Regions from separate parts of the Hordeum vulgare genome. Here region 1 is linked to region 2. A link is a contact called in public Hi-C data. All regions are on one chromosome and are shown on one strand. Each heading gives the region's core, a stretch centred on a gene start, on an enhancer-like site or on the middle of the called end of the contact. The rest is flanking DNA. Distances are from core to core; before and after follow the strand shown. Region 1 has its middle 290 kb from the start of LOC123444283. Region 2 has its middle 140 kb from the start of LOC123444280.

Evidence for each region. Hi-C and Micro-C count contacts between places; a contact is called where the count stands out from the background.
Region 1: a contact with region 2 is called in a Hi-C map of leaf, with 4 times the contacts expected there. The contact joins two enhancer-like sites. A contact is called at or near these places in 2 of 6 Hi-C or Micro-C datasets (leaf and seedling).

Annotation. Positions count from the first base shown.
Region 1 is chr3H:463,896,731-463,899,844 of MorexV3_pseudomolecules_assembly, reverse strand. No RefSeq gene overlaps it. Among protein-coding and RNA genes, the nearest start is that of LOC123444283, 290 kb to the left of the region's middle. Within about 2 kb of position 1,749, at least 2 of the 3 cell types and tissues checked have open chromatin away from gene starts, as enhancers often do. A contact at or near this core is called in leaf, where this site is marked.
Region 2 is chr3H:463,743,412-463,746,193 of MorexV3_pseudomolecules_assembly, reverse strand. No RefSeq gene overlaps it. Among protein-coding and RNA genes, the nearest start is that of LOC123444280, 140 kb to the right of the region's middle. Within about 2 kb of position 1,258, at least 2 of the 3 cell types and tissues checked have open chromatin away from gene starts, as enhancers often do. A contact at or near this core is called in leaf, where this site is marked.

The DNA.
Region 1 (3,114 bases), core at 500-2,999, 150 kb before region 2:
TGTTGTTTTCTGCAGGTTCAGCTGTTTAAAAATACTACCAGGTATTTCACTGTTTCATAGAAACGCGTTATTAGGAGTTTCACTATTTGTTGGAAAAAAATCGAATTATGAACAAATTTATGAAACAGTGAATATTTTTTGAATTGTGAATAAATATTGAGACTGCAACATTTTTTAAACTGTGAACAAATTTTGAAATATCAATAAATTTTAAATTCGTCACCAAAAACTAAAATTATGAAAATATTTCAAACTGTGAACAAATTTGAAACCATAAACATTTTTTAAAACATGAACTTTTTTTTAAACGGGGAAAAAATTTGAAAGCGCAAACAATTTTTTAAAGAACAAATAATAATTTGAATCTTGAGAACATGTTTTGAAACCGAGACCAGTTTTGCAAACTCGTGAACAAATTTGAAAGCTCTAATATTTTTCAAAGTACAAACATTATTTCAATCTCGAGAACAAAATCTTGAAAAGGTGATTTTTTTTTTGAAAAATCGCAAACAAATTTGAAAAGCGTGACCAAATTTCTATTTAAAGCGAAAACATTATTCGAATTTAAAGAAGAATTTTCAAAAAAACATGAATTTTTTGGAAGCGTGAACATTTTTTGAATCTTGAGAACAAAATTTTGAAAAGGACAACAATTTTGAAAAATCCCAAACAAATTTGAAAGCATGATCACATTTTTTAAGCACAAACAATTTTTGAATTATGAGAACAAAATTTAAAAACAGAAATATTTTTATAAAATATGTAAAAAATCACTTTGAAAATCTCGTAATATTTTTTCAAATTCTGGAACATTTTTTAAAATTCCGGAAAAACTGTCAACTTCTGGAACATTTTTTTGAATTCTAGTACATTTTAACAAATTCCGGAACATTTGGCAAATTCAAGAACATTTTTTCAAATATGGAGCATTTTTTAATATGTGGAGCATTTTTTCAAATTCCGGAACATTTCTGAAATTCTCAAACATTTTACAAATTGCAGAAATTCTTTTCAAATTCCGGAACATTTTTTAAAATACCGGAATATTTTTCAAATTCCGGAACATTTTAAAATTTCAGAAACTTTTTTATAATTTCGGAACATTTTTTCAAATTCCAGAACATTTTTACAAATTCCGGTATATTGTTTGTATTTTCGGAACATTCTTTCAAATTTAGAACATTTTTTCAAACTCCGAAACATTTTTTCAGATTCTGAAACAGTTTTTTATATTCTAAAACTTTTTTTCAAATTCCGAACATTTTCCAAACTCCGGAACATTTTTTTCAAATTTCAAACATTTTTTCAATTTCTGGAACATTTTCCAAAGTCCGGAAGAAATTTTGTAATCGGAAACTTTTTTTCGAATTGTGAACAAATTTTGAAACCATGAACATTTTTCGAGTTGTGAACAAAGTTGGAATCTAGAAAAATAACCAAGTTTTGAAACTATGAATATTTGTTAAAAAAACTTGAGAAACTAAAACTATTAAAAAGAAAAAATAAAAAAGAAAGAAAAAGGATACAAAACAGAAGAAAAAACTGAAAAAATAGTGGATAACAAAAACGAACAGAAACAAAAAAAAAGGTTCAAGAACCTTATGGAAGGTCCACAAAACCGGAAAAAACCGCTTGAAACCTTCCAGCAGGTTCCCAAAACCGCAATCAGTGGAATCCTTATGGGCCATCCTGTCCCTTCATACGCCTGTGCGATACCCCGACACTTTGACGCAAGATGCGTCAAATAGCATTTTCCTATTTTTATGGTCTGAAAAACAGAAAAAAAATGGTCCTGCCCAGCGGGGAGGAGGGTTGTGCGTCCATTTGCAACGTTACGACTATTTCTCAGTTTAAGCTAGAAGGAAAGATTTGTCTAAAAAAAACTACTTTCTCCGTTCGAAAATAAGTGTCTTAAGCTTAGTATAATTCTTATATTAAAGGTAGTATAAAGTTGAGACAATTATTTTGGGATGGAGAGAGTAGATGAAAAGATCGTTCGCTTAGACTACGCTAATCGGGCAGGCACACTCACGAACGCATAGAGTAGGAGGAAAAACGCACTAACAGAAAATGGAACGCAGCTCGGATTCAAGCCGTCGTCTCTTGGCTTAGAGCAACTACATCAAGCCAGTAGATTGACTTTCGGTTCATGATAGTAGTAGCACAAATCGTACCTATAAAGAGGAAAAGAACCAGGCTTTCTCCAGGGTTTTCTCGTTTTCTTTTCCATTCTCCGGGTTTTTCCTTATTTTATTTCTTAAGCTTTTTTCATTTGGTTTATTTGCTTCATTTTTTGTTTTTCATTTTTTGTTTTTGTTCTTAGTTTCTTTTTTGTTTTTCATTCTAAATTCTTATATACAAGATCAATATTTTTTCGTGTTCACCATTTTTAAAATAATTATTCGACATTTTGTAAATACATGTTTAATATTTCTGTATACATCATAGATATTTTTCCAAATACTTGTTCAACATTTTCAAATACCTACTTGTTCAACCTTTTTCGCATACTCAATCAACCTTTTTCTAATACTTATTCAATATTTTTTAAATACTTGTTCAACATTTCCCTAATGCTTGATACCTTTTTTAAATACTTGTTCAACATTGTTCGAATGTCTATTCAAATTTTTCCAAAAAATATTTGTAGACTTTTGTAATAAATATATTTTAAATATTCTAAAGTATAAACAAAAAAAAATGGAAAACATAAAAAACCCAGAAAACAGGTTGTGGTCTAGCTCGCGTATGGGTCTGGACAGCGGGGAAGGGGGTTCTGCGCCCGTATGCTTTCCTATTTTACATTGAACTTTTAAAATTAAAAAAGTATTAGAAATTCAGAAAAATGTTGTTTGTTTTCAAAAATCCCGATAAAGTCCAAAAATATCCGTGTTTACGAACAAGTAATTAGTTTTTCGAAAAAATGTGCCCACGCAAAATCATTCATAGTTTCTGACATTTTGTATTATAATTTAAAGAAGTTTTAGTGTTCTAAATACATTCGTGTTTTCTAAGAAATGATTGCCTTATCAAAAAACATTTATAGATGCTCATAAAATCATATGTTAGAAAAAACATGTTCGTATTTTTTGAAAATGTTATCAAATTTTATTG
Region 2 (2,782 bases), core at 9-2,508:
AGTTCCAGAAACAATCCTTTTGTTGCAGATTTGTTTTCCTTCGTCTTTCTACAACAACGGCCGTATTGCAGAAATAAATCCTAAAAGAACAAACGGGTTGCAGAAACAATTTCTCTAACTCCTGAAACAACAACCGCGTTACAGAAACAACGACCGTGTTGCAGAAAAACTAAAGAGGAAATGAATGGCTGCAAGATTAAAGGAGAGGGAGAGGAAGCAGAGGGACGAGCGACTGGTGGCGCGGGGGTTTGGGAGGATGGAGGCAGGGAAGGGCCGGCGGGAGGATGGAGGCAGGGAAGGGCCTACCCCCGCCATCGCGTCGCCGCCGGCGAGCGTCGAACCTCTGACCAGGTCACCTGGCTGCCATCTCCTCTCGGCAAAGCTGAATACCATTGATGCGTAATGGAGAGAGATTGCAGAAGAGATAAGATGAGGGAGAGAGACATCCGTGGTCCAATAACGCCACGTGTCGATCGAAGGAGGTGGCGGATGTTCCCCGCTCGATCTGTCGGTTGAGGGATAGACTTTTTCTTGATATACGCCTAAATAAGGAACAAATAAAACAAAGTTGAAATTTTATAACAAAAAAGAGTATGCTCGCGTATTAATTCTTCTATTATGTGAATTGTTTAAAAATTGGGGCCACATTTCGATTTTCGTTCGGGGCACCAAATTTCTGAAGATGACCCTGACTTCAATACTATGGAGAAACACACTTTATTCGTAGCATCAGGTCCAGGTGCTACCGCCAAAGGCTATGGCGGTAGCCACTTGCCACATTGACAGCCTACCGTGGTTGGTTGATGGTAAAAAGACGTCAAATCTGATTATTACTCCCTTCGTTCTTAAATATAAGATTTTTTAGAAATTTTAATATAGATTAGATATGAACCAAAATAAGTAAATCTACATCCTAAAATATATCTACGTATATCTGTATGTAGTTTATAATAAAATCTCTAAAATATTTTATATTTAAAAACAAAGGGAGAATTTTACAAACGGAACTCGTGCTAAACTTTCTCATAAGGGTCAAATAGTGAGTTTGGCCTTGGGGCGTCAATTCTCAAAGGTGTCTCGTAGGGAGCGATTCTGCACGCGATTTCTTTTCCGTGTCAATCGGCAGGGAGAAGTCCATTCTCAAACCGAACAAACGGAGACCTTTGCTTCGTTTCGGATAGCAGGACGGGATAGAGAGGAGAAGACGCTCGACAGTTGACGCCGACAACGGCGGCACGCGCTGGGCAGTAGTGTGATCTTTTATTTCGCCACGCGCAACCTGATCCTTTTTCGGGAACACGTGGCTCGCGAGTCTCCACACCGCAGTAGAGTACAACGTGCGGTCCAGCGCAAAATATAAGCGATAGTGTGGCTTTAATCCAGTTCCATGTCACCAGCAAAAAGAAAATGTCGGCATGCACGAGGAAAACGCGCTGGTTTGTGCTAATCTAGGTGACATTGACATGTAAGCAAAGCTCGCTCCCAGTTTAACGCGTCACTCACGCGACGCGTGCTTCTCACTGCGTGAAATACTGGGACAGAATATCTCACTGAACTTTGTTCAGTAGAAGTGCTACATCATTTGCACGCGGTCTCAAAAGCCATGCTTGCAGGGAAAATCAGACTCAAACTGTACGTGCTTGTTGTGATTCGAATGTTGCTGACCGAGAGGCAAAGTAATGTTATTGCAGGCATGCCAGGGACGTCAATGCCGGCCATCCGTTTACTTTCCATGCATGCGTGCGGATGCGATAAGATTGGCAGATATGTTGTGACGTGGAACTGACAAAGCGCCCCCTAAAAGTTCTTTCCTATCTATTTAGATTAAAACGAGAGTGATGAAACTGCGTCATCTTTATTGATGATGATATCTTATATACTTATCCAAAAAGATGTCTTCAAGGGGTGTCTGTACTGTTACAATTAAACACGCATTTTAATTAGAAGGAAATCTCCCCTTTTTAACTTCCATACGGTTGCAACCCCAGAGGCGGCTACCCCCTCTGGCGTGGCTCCCCATGGTGGAGACGACGGCAGGACCATAGTCGCGGCCCTGGCCGTCGAGCCAAAACGGCAACGAGGTGGTTACGTGATTTCTCGTGGTGGAAATCGGTTGGGAGAAAAGAGATGGAATCTCATCTCTTCACGAGTTATACACTTTAGCCCTTGCGGCTTCGTCTATTTACATAATAGGCCTGTGTGTATATGCCTCGCGACTAATTCGTGAACGTTTCAGGATAATTCAACATGGTCAAACTCTTAGTGCTATTCATTAGCACTTGTCATCTTTAGATCATGTATGCATAAATATGCAATTAACCTATTTTCTGTTGAGTTTTAAAATTCCAGAAATGTGTATATGTGTTTGCTATTGCAATGCCCTATACAACGACATTGTTTATGCGATTGAGATTAACTTTTCTCGCATAACAATATTGATTTGCGATTGAGAAATATATATTTTCTCGCTAAATAATCTTATTGCGATTGAGGGTTAATTTTCTCTCGCAAAATATTAATTCACCCTGCTGAATTATCTTGCAACTTGATAAAAGAACATCTCATTTAATTTGAGGTCTTCACAATTGAAGTTTTTCACTTAAGCATCAAGTTTGCAACATCATTACTATTCATTACAATAGTAGTGTGTTTCTGTTGACTACCGAGTTATATTCCAGATCTTAAGTTGATGTAATATATTTTCACGTTTATCACGTGTTGAGATTAATTACGTCCATTTGCAATAGAGATTTTTAATGTCTTGCAAAGATAAATTCAGTAC